Linked DNA regions of Mus musculus: region 1 is linked to region 2. Evidence: chromatin contacts called from public Micro-C data. All regions are on one chromosome and are shown on one strand. Each heading gives the region's core, a stretch centred on a gene start, on an enhancer-like site or on the middle of the called end of the contact. The rest is flanking DNA. Distances are from core to core; before and after follow the strand shown. Region 1 overlaps Arhgap32 (Rho GTPase activating protein 32). Region 2 holds the start of Arhgap32 (Rho GTPase activating protein 32).

Region 1 (4,964 bases), core at 469-2,968, 100 kb before region 2:
CAGCACACCTGAGAACTGTGTAAGAGTCACAGTGGATGGAGCAATACAATCAAGAGGAAAGGACTTTATCTGAGTCATAACAATACAAGGTGTTTAATACGGACAATACAATCAAGTCAGTGGATTAACATAAACAACAAAGCTGGAAAAGGGAGGGCTCTTGCAAGGAGTCCCAAAGATGGATGTGTAAAAAGTCTGTAGTTCATGATGCTCAGATGTCCTTAGGAGAGGGACATGGAGGCCACGTGCATTGTAATGGCAGTGAAGACGCAGGAAGGAACAAACCTAAAGGGACGCATGGAGCTGTAGAGGGAAAGGTATAACCCTTATGAATAGCCGAGTGTAAGCTTGCAGGCACGTGCTGTGTCTTTAAGTGATAGCGGGGATGGAGCTCACACGGGCAGAGCTGACAATACTACACACACTGACTGTTCTCCTTTTAAAAACTGTGATATTTTAGAAAATGAAATTGTATCTTGTTTTTGGAGATATAGATGTTAACATAGGTATTTATAGACGAACCATTGGTTTTCTTATCAATAATTTCATTTGCTCCAACATGAACTGACCTGCTTCTAGCGAGCTTCTGACCGCATGTTAATTTTAATGACTGAAAAGAAAACTGAAGTGAAAACCATTCATAACAGAAAGCATTAAAATAGCATGCTCATCAAAATTCACACTGCCGCTTGGTGAGCTCCACGCTGCACTATTAAACCCAACAGCCTTCGGTTCCCAGTGCTCTGAAGCATCTGTTCTTAAAACTACGGATGCTCACACACTGTTTCTCTAACCTAAAGTGAATAACAAACCTAAAGTGAACCTAAAGTGAATAACAAAACCATTACAATACTAAAGACACCTTAGGTGTGATGGTCAGGGTGGATTTTGTCCAAAACTTGAGGAAAAAAACAAACAAAAAAACCTCCTCCACCACACACACACACACACACACACACACACACACACACCACACACATCAGGTGTTTTATGTTAGCGTTTAAAAGACCCTAATGATGCAATTACTAAATAATCTCAATGCTAATTACAAATAATTTATTTTTAGTAATTTAGAAAGTTTCTATTTCTGTATATTTGTTTGTTTGTTTGTTTAGCTCACTGGTTTTGTTTCACCTTGTTTAAAGAAGTGGGGGTAGGGCCTTACTATGTTGCCTAGGCTGTCCCCCAAATTCTAGACTCAAGCAAACTTCTCAGTTTCCTAAATTGCTGAGACTGTAGGCACTATGTCTAGATTAGATTTTTAATTTTGTGAGAAGGGTTCCATGTATGTGCCTGTGCCTGTGCACATCTGTGCAGCGCACGTGTGCCCATGTATAGAGGCAGAAGATCACATCAGGGGTCCTCCTCAGGACCTCCTCCTCTCTCACTGAACCCAGAGCTCATCTATTTAGCTAGACCGGTGTTAATAAAACCAGCCTTTTTCTGCCTCCCAAGTGCTGGGTGTGGAGAGTGGAGGAAGTCCTGATTGAGTGCGTACTGACATGAGCGTGGCTGGGAAAAGGGCACTGATGTGTCAGATTCTAGGTATGGAAAGGACATCCACTGGCCAGAGTGTGAATGTGACCTTAGCTAAAACCCTATGTGCAAACGGATCCTGCAGAAGCGTCCTCTTCCGGGATGGCTGCCTACATCCTCCCGACCCTGTTCGCCTGCAGAGCCCTTACTGAGATTAGCAAACCCTGGCCAGGCTTGATACAATGTATCAGTGCTCTGGGTCATCTCCACAGAAGCACAGCCTCACTGAATCCCACACTTTAGTTCCTTGTGTCTCTTAAGTGCCTTCTTCCCTGTGCCGGCAGTCAGGTTCCCAGCCTCAGCAGCTTGGATTACAGCAAGCAGGACTACACCCAGATTTTAATGTGGGTGCACAGATCCAACTCAGGTCCTCAAAATTATGTGACAAGTGCTAATTTAGAGTTTACTATTGCTTTGATTTTTAAAGTGTCTTTATATAAAATTCCTTAAATTCAACAGTTTATAAATTTTATAAATCTTAAACCCATTTATTTCTTATGAACTCAAAAACTAATTAAGTGGAACTGTTTTAGAGAAGATTTCTGAAAGGTTTTCTGTTGTGGCTAGCCCTGGAGCTAATTATATTTGATGTTCATTTCTTTCTCCTGTGAGTGGTTGTGAACAAGGAATGAGTCAGCACTCAGGTGATGTCCAGTAAACCTGCTTCCCACCTTAATTTGTAAAATAAAGGAGAGCTGATGATTGGGCAGATAGAAGGGAAGGAGGAGTAGAAGGTGGGAGGGAGAGAGGAAGGAGAAAGTGGAAGAGGAGAGGATGAAGAGGAGGAGAAAGAAGAAGAAATTGCAGAGCAGAAGCACATGGCCTGGAGAAACTGCAAGTTCTGGGGGGGGGGGGGTGTCTTATAAGCTATGGAAGAGGATAGTGTAGCAGTAGATCTGCCTAATCTAGATGCGCAGTATGTAATCATATTAACTGTGCTGTGTTTTCATTGCCTGGGCTTATTTGGGAGGAGATTTACTGCAACAGTTTTCTCTGATTTTTTTTTTTTCAAAGTAGTATTTCCTTTGAGTAGTTGTTGAGAGAAAACAGTGCAAACTTTATTTTTACTCAGTATTTAAAGTGAACGTGAAGTTCTAGAGATAGGTTACTAAAATACTGGCTTATAGTTCATCTCTGCATTTTAAGTTTCTTTTGTTTTAAAGTTTTAGATTTATTTATTTTTAAGTGGATGAGTGTTTTAGCCTTAACGTATGTCTATGCACAATGTACATGCCTGTTGCCTTCTGAAGTCGAAAATGAGTGTAAGATTCCCTGGAATTGGACTTACAGACAGTTTGGAACCTCTACGTAGATGTTGGGAACTAAATTCAGGTCCTCTGGAAAAACAGTAAGTGCTCTTAATCACTAAGCCTCTCTCTAGCCCCCACTTTGTCTTTTGACATGGGATCTTGGGTAACTCAGGTTGGTCTCTAACTTGCTACACAGCTTATGATGACCTTGAACCTCTGATCCTCCTGCCTCCACCTTGGGAATGCTGGGACTACATGTGGGAGTCTCCATACCTGGTTTCTGTGGTCCTGGGGATCAAGCTCAAGGCTTGATGCATGCTGGGCAAGTATGTAACCAAGTAAACTGCACCCCCTCGGGGCTCCTGTATACTTTTATCATTCAGAAATTTGCTATTTATTGAATGTGATGTTTTTAATGGAAGGATTATAGTACCAGCCCTCAAGAAACTTACACATGAAAAAACTAAAAATAATAAATGAGATTATAACAAGGAACTGATGATATATGATATATAAGAAGTAATTTCCACATGTGCTCAGATAAATTAATTAGCATTCTAAAGACAGAATTCAGTAATTTTGTGTGTGTGTTGAATGTAACACTTTAATACAGAGTGAGTGTACTATTAACAAAAATAATGCTGTCTTCTATTCACAAATTCAATGTAGATCTACAGGAAGTTATAAAACTATAAGGAAGAATTATGAAAGACAATAATGGACAAACAAATCACTAAATACCCTTTTGATGGAATGCTGTTGCCTCCAGGAATTACTTGAATTAGTATTGAATTTTGACTATTTTAAACATAGTAAAAATGGAATTCAATTTACAGAAAACTGAAAGTAATTCAAATAGTCTCAAGTTAAAAGAGATACAAATTGTGTCCCCTAGAATGGAGCAGTCTGCATCCATGTGCACGTGCTGTAGCACCAGACAATGTAAATGAAGCTGCTTTGGATCTCTAGAGCAGTTTTAATGTCTGACAGCAAACATGTCACCTTGACAAGATCTGAAATCAACTGAAAGGCAAAGTGTGGCGTGTTTTCTTGATGAGACTAACTGAAGTGGAAGACCCAACCCAAAAGTGGGTGGTACCTTGCAATGGTGGCTCTGATATAAGAAGGCCCAGAGGCCAGCTTTTGCTTTGTGCATACTTGCCTTCATGCTCGCTGGTAAGATGGTCTGACGGTTCAGGAGTTCATCCACCACGGCAGCTGCTGCCGCCGCCACCGCCACCGCCACCGCTGCCATTCTTCACTAACATCTGAATTTTCATCTTGGCCTGAAGACCAGTCTCACTCTCTAGGAATTTCCCAAACTTTCCAGGCCAAACTGGGCCCCGCCTCTCCAGTATGAAGAGGGTACTTTGTACTTACTACCTAGGTGGTACAGTGTAAGCTTTTCTAATAGCCCCTTTTTAGTATATAATTGTTATAACATTTGTGTTCCTCTAGAGAATTTTAACATAACTCTTAAAGGATTCCTTAATTAAGTTAAATATATCCTATTTTTCCTGAAAGTCATGATTACATCCTCTTTTAAAATGAATATAGGGGGCTGGAGAGATGGCTCAGTGGTTAAGAGCACTGACTGTTCTATCAGAGGTCCTGAGTCCAATTTCCAGCACCCACATGGTGGCTCACAGCCATCTGTAGTGGGATCAAATGTTGTGTTTGAAGACAACTACAGTGCACTCATGTACACAAAATAAATCTTCTTTTAAAAAATGTGGTCTCTACCCTTCTGAGAAGGACAGTAGAAGGACAATACGTTCACAACTGATTACAGTCACATACCGAGATCAGTACTACAGTACAGAAAAAAACAGCACACTATGAGAACTACAGAATGATTTTAACTCCAGAAGACATGGGAAAGGCTTTCCTCTAGCAGGCTTGTCCAGCCTTTCGATATTACAGTATGGTGTTGTCATCTACAAAGTTCATACTCAAGAACCATGCAATCAAATTACAAAATTAAAAAGTCACATAATGGGGACTGACAAATGGCTCAGCCTGTAAAGGCACTTCCTGCCCAACAATAAAAACATAGCCACTTTAATTTGATCCCCAAAACCCACACAAAGATAGAAGGAAAGAACAAACTCCTACAGTTATAGTCTGACTTCCACAAACATCTTTGGAACATGTATATACATACAGCACATACGCACA
Region 2 (5,193 bases), core at 1,255-3,754:
TGCAGATAATATGCCCAGTCAGTTTAGAAAGAGAATATTCTGATGGAAAACCCATCTGATGGAGATGGAGCTCAGATGGTACAGTGCTGGCCTAGCATGCACAAAGCACCATATAAATGGGGTCTAGTGATCTAAACATTAATCAGAAAGTGGAATCAGAATTTGATGGTTGTCCACTGCTACAGATCAACGTTGAGGCCAAGCTAGAATCTCCAAGACCTTGCCCTAAGAAATGAAGGAAAAAGTCACCCAAAGAGGAAAAGGCAACAATAAAAACATCTTCAATATAAAAGCAAAAGAAACAACGAATTAGAAAGAAGTGGAAACGAATTCGTTGCCATTAACGTCTCAGCCCAACTGTGGCTAAGCTTCTGGTGACTGAAAAATAATGTGGGGTTGGGAAAGGGAAATAAAAGGAACATAACTACTACTGGAACTCAACCCGACATCAAAGGCTCTAATGACAGCTGAGCCTGCCTTGCTGGTTCTTAGCCTCTCCCTCGGAAACAAAACTGTTATATAACTGACCACGGTTCTCCAACTAACACTTCCTCTCTGTCCCACATACGTTGTTGCCCCCACCCCCACCCCGTGTCACCCTGCCCCCATCTCCATGGGCAGGATCATAAGCAATCTAGGCTGCCACCATAGCTCCAGCTGGACAAGCCTCTGTCCAAAGTGCTGCTTTATTCCAGAGACTGCCACACAGAGCACGATAAGAACGGATTAACTGGCTTAAGCACAGTTCCAACCTCACTTCTGGTCCTGAGGAGCAGCTCCACCATAGCTATCTTTAGGATGAATCAGATTCCAGACATCCCTGCTAATGGGAATCACATCACATCAGCATCCCTCATCTTTACAAACAACCCGATGAACAAGAACATTCAGCAAGAGGGTTGAACTCTTGAGGCTGTGCTGTGGCAACTGCTGCTCCTGATGCCTTCCCACTCAAGGCCAAGGAACAAATGTAGACGTCAGTTCATTCAATAATGAAAAAAATGCATTCACCAACCACAAGCATCATTACTCAAAAATATTCCCACAAACCCAGTCACTGAATCAAACTAAGCAGTTTGTGGACTTCAAGGGCCAGTTACGACAAGCACCGTTTGCCTTTTCTTCTTCCAATAGAAACACACAAATAATGGCAGTGTTTACATAAGCAACCAATGTATCAGAAAAGTTCTGCCCATTCAGATGCACTTAAAAGGTCTCAATCTGCGCCAAATAAAACTCTGAAAGAATGGAAAATAAAAGAGATGCTGACAACAGTGCCACGGCCCAGCTATCCATGTAGCATCATGCAGTGCCTCGAGCAGTTTACAGCTTGACTGTAGTTCTGCATACGATCAAGATTATAATTATCCCAATTCTATTTCCTAAAGGATAACTAGGAGACCATCCCAAGCATCCCGAGATGGGCCTCCTCCTCCCACCACTTTCTCTAAGTCTCAACTGCAGGTAAGGATCTAAAGGATCCAGACTAAAGCTAAGAAATCAGGTCTGATTTTCTCCCTCCAGTGTCCTCTACGCCAGGCACGAAACCTTTAACATAAATATTTACTCTAGTCAACAAAATGGGTAACGCAGTACGCGGGAGGTGACGAGGGAAGCCAGGGGGAAGAGAGAGGCACTAAGTCATCACTAATGTCCAACTGAAACAGCAACTTCAACCAATTAGAATAAGAGGAGAAACTCCACTGGAGTCCCAGGGAGCGGAGACCGCTGGCTCCGCTGCCCCTACCCGCGCCGGGGTTCCTCCGGGAGCAGCCGGGTCCCCGTGGAGGGGCGCAGTTGCCGGACTCGGCCTCGGGCGGGAAGCGTCGCAGCAGGCCCGGAGGCCGTCGGAACGCCCAGTTCGCCGAGGGATGCTAGCGAGAGGTGGCGGGCACGCAGTTCTGTCGCCCCGGGAGGCGGGAGAGACCCGAGATGCCCCCAAGAGCATCCTATCGCAACGTGCACGCCCAGAAGCACCGGTGCCGGCCAAGCTAGGAGGCCCCGCAGCCCTGCCCGCCGCGCGGCCCACGTCAGCGGCGCCCCCGGCCAGCCCGCCCGCCCGCCCGCGCCTTACCGAGCCCCGCGGCCCCGCCGCGCCGCCGCGGCGTCGCTTCGCGCCGCTCTCCGCTCCGTGTCTGCCCTCCGCGGGCTGGGCCCGCCGTCCTCGTCCGCCGCCGCCGCGCCTAGCGCCGGGCCGCCCAGGGCCGCCGCGGGGGCTCGGCCGGGCGCCCCCCGCGCCAGCGCCTCATCCCGCCTCGCCGCCCCGTCAGGCGCGGGGGCGCCGGCTGCGGGCCGCGGCCTTGGGTCTGCACCTCAGGCAAGCGGCGCGCTCCCCTTCCGCGGCCGTCACGACCCCCGGGCCGCCGCCGCCGCCGCCGCGCGCTGCAGAGCCCCCTCGCCCGCACGCCTCGGGTCGCCCCCGCCCCGCTGGTCCGCGCCCGCTTGGCCTCCGCCTCCAGCGCTCCGCCTCCTCTGCACCCGCGACGCCCGCAGCGGGAGAAGAGGCGCGCCACCGCGGCCGCGGGCACGAGCACGCGCGAGGAGGGCGCAAGGAGCGCGCGCACGGCCGCCTCGCGCGCATCGAGGCCTCGCCTGCTGTTGTCCCGGGAAAGCATGTGCACGGCGGGGGGCGCGGCTGGGGGCCACTTGGAGAGGAAGAGGGGAGCCGAGTGGCCGCCCTGGGGCTTGCACTTTGGCTGTCCTCCCCTCGGCCTCTGTGTCCTGGTGGGGGGGCAAAGATTCCAGAGCCGCCGCAGGAAAAGGCATCGTCCGAGACTACGGCAGTGGCTTCTCTCCTCCCACTGCTGACCCTACAATCCTGTCCCTGCACCCGGGAGGGAAGGGGTCGTTGCCGCTAGGCAGGAGATCCTCCGCCCGTGCTCTCTGCTTGCTTGGAGGCTAGAATGAACTCGCACCGCTTATATTTTGGAATTGAGGGGCAGGGTGCCTGAGAGTTCCCTCAGTTAGCTTCTTCATCCAGAGTTCTGGACCAGCAAATTCAAAGTGGTGTAGCTGAGGAGAAGGGCAAGAAAGGGTGAAAGAGTAGGGAACTTGAAGGTGCGTGGTAAGAGACGGATACAGAGGGACTCCCTAGGAATCCCCTGACTGGATGCCATTGCCCTTGATTCTTCCATGGTTCTTTTGTTCCGCCTCCGAAGGCTGAACAGCACTTCCACCTGCAACGACCATCAGAATGACAAAATGCAGGAGAGATAGCTGGATAGTCTGATTTTCCTCTACCGCAGCTTCCATCATCCCCCTCTCCCCCTTTTAATCTATATACCTTTTAGTCCTTCTGACTCGTTCCATATCGAAATGTTGGGGGCAAGGGGAGCAGTTAACCTACGTAACTTGCTTTTATGTTTAAGCCTATTAATGCCAAATACTGCATCATCTAATGTCACTGCAGTGATTGGGTCCACTCAGCATTTAGTCATTTCAGTGGGAGTCATTGAATGTAAAACATGGCCTTGACCGCAATTAGCTGAATTTCAAGGGCACACACAAACCAGGATTTTACCACATCCTGGGGAGAAATTAGAGAGTGTACAGTAATGAACATGTATGGTAATTCCATTTTCCTGACAGTGTCAGTAGAACCAACGTTACTTTAGGGTAAATAGCCTACATGTTTTCTAGCATAGAACCAGGAAAGCTGTGGAATGTGAATGGCAGAGACACAGACTAGGATGGGAAACATCAAGAAGCCATGTTTGGTAGATGAACCTCAGCCCTCTACTGGAAGAAGGATCTTAGGGGTCTTCTTGAAGAGAAGGTAAACAAGGAACTCTGAAAACCTGAAATTGAATTTTCTTTCTTTTTACCAAATCCAAACTTCCCCTTTGGGTCCCAGTGAGCAATGTCTACCCGAGGCACAAGAATGAATCCAGTAACTTGTGTTGGTCTGGGGAATGGTGAGCATGAAATGTGACTCTCCTGTGATACCCGAGGCAGTCAAGAGAGGAAGAAGAACTGGGTCACCACAGGAGGCCAGTTTTGCCCAAGGGCATGGTATATTGACTACTCTCAGCTCATATCCTCCGGAGTCCATCTGCATTCCAGTCAGAAAGCCTTCATGTCCTAAAGTCTTACATAAAACCCTGAAATACTGACTGTTTGATGATTAGATGAATCCAGGGTTAGGCTTCGGTGATAGATAAAGGAGATAGGTAGGGTTTAGGAGATAGATAGATAGATAGATAGATAGATAGATAGATAGATAGATATGTATATATAGTGTTTTAAATCCTCTTAAGTCTTTTGGGAACTATATTTTTATTTGTATTTTATCTAGTTTGAAGAAAGAATGGATTCCGGGGTTTCTGAGAGGTACAGGCAAGTCCAGGGATTCTGATCCTCCTTTGTCTGTTGCGAGCCTTGCTCCCTCCCGCTGGAAAGAATCCTCCGAATGACCTCTGTGTCAGTGCTTATCAGTGCTAAGCCTGCGTATTAACCCAAGGCTTGACCACTGGGCAGTTCTGTTCACATCTGACCTTGGTATTCTATATACTTCCAGTAATCAAGTACCTCGGTCTTCCTGATATCCTCAGCGACTAAATTTATAAATCACAAAAATTGCAACATTCCCTAAAAATAAGAATTAAAAAAGAAAAAGAAAAAGTCTATCCAACTATAAAACAAAGCTAAGTGATAGGATTTGCTTTCTATGTGTGACTTGCTTCGGTATTTACAAGGAAAGAGGAATGCACACCCCACCCCAAGCTGTTGGATGCCTCAGGCTGGCCTCCTCGCTCAGCCTTGGCACTGTCATCTTCCAGGAGGTGGCATCTGGGCTCCCTCCCTGCATCTCAGATCTGTTGCATTGCAGTCCTCTCAGGGCTGAGAAGCAGAGTCACAGTGCAGACAAGAAAAGCCAGCCAAAGAGCAGCCTCACAGATGACTGTAACACTTGCCTAACCTTGAGTTGTAGAGAAGGAGAGAAAGGAGCTTATTTAAATCCCAAAACTGAATACTCAACAGCTGGCTTGAGACAAGCAAGTTGTTAAGAGTGGGCCAAGCTTAATAGAGAATTTTCCCAAGCTGACAAATGACATTGCTTTGTGTATTTATTTTTCTGACCAAGAGACCAGCTCCATATTACATTCCCATTCTAAAAGGGGGAGAGCAACAAAGGAAGTTTGGTTGTTGTTGTTGTTGTTGTTGAACACTTGTTATCTTCTGAGCGTGGTGACC

What was found. A called contact is a pair of places that touch in the nucleus more often than the background predicts.
Region 1: a contact with region 2 is called in a Micro-C map of embryonic stem cells, with 2.6 times the contacts expected there. The contact joins the enhancer-like site here to the promoter of Arhgap32 in region 2. A contact is called at or near these places in 13 of 484 Hi-C or Micro-C datasets (common lymphoid progenitors, embryonic stem cells, hematopoietic stem and progenitor cells and 9 more), 7 of 115 datasets of contacts at active chromatin or transcription factors (embryonic basal ganglia, embryonic stem cells and stem cell-derived neural progenitor cells) and 2 of 9 other capture datasets (adipose tissue and liver).

The regions. Positions count from the first base shown.
Region 1 is chr9:32,133,620-32,138,583 of GRCm38.p6, reverse strand. All of the region lies in intron 2 of Arhgap32 (Rho GTPase activating protein 32), which reads right to left. Among named protein-coding and RNA genes, the nearest start is that of Arhgap32, 100 kb to the right of the region's middle. Within about 2 kb of position 1,718, at least 19 of the 459 cell types and tissues checked have an H3K27ac peak or open chromatin away from gene starts, as enhancers often do. A contact at or near this core is called in embryonic stem cells and rod photoreceptor, where this site is marked.
Region 2 is chr9:32,029,614-32,034,806 of GRCm38.p6, reverse strand. It overlaps Arhgap32 (Rho GTPase activating protein 32), which reads right to left and starts at 2,504. Exons shown (of 23, transcript NM_001370958.1): 1 at 2,075-2,504.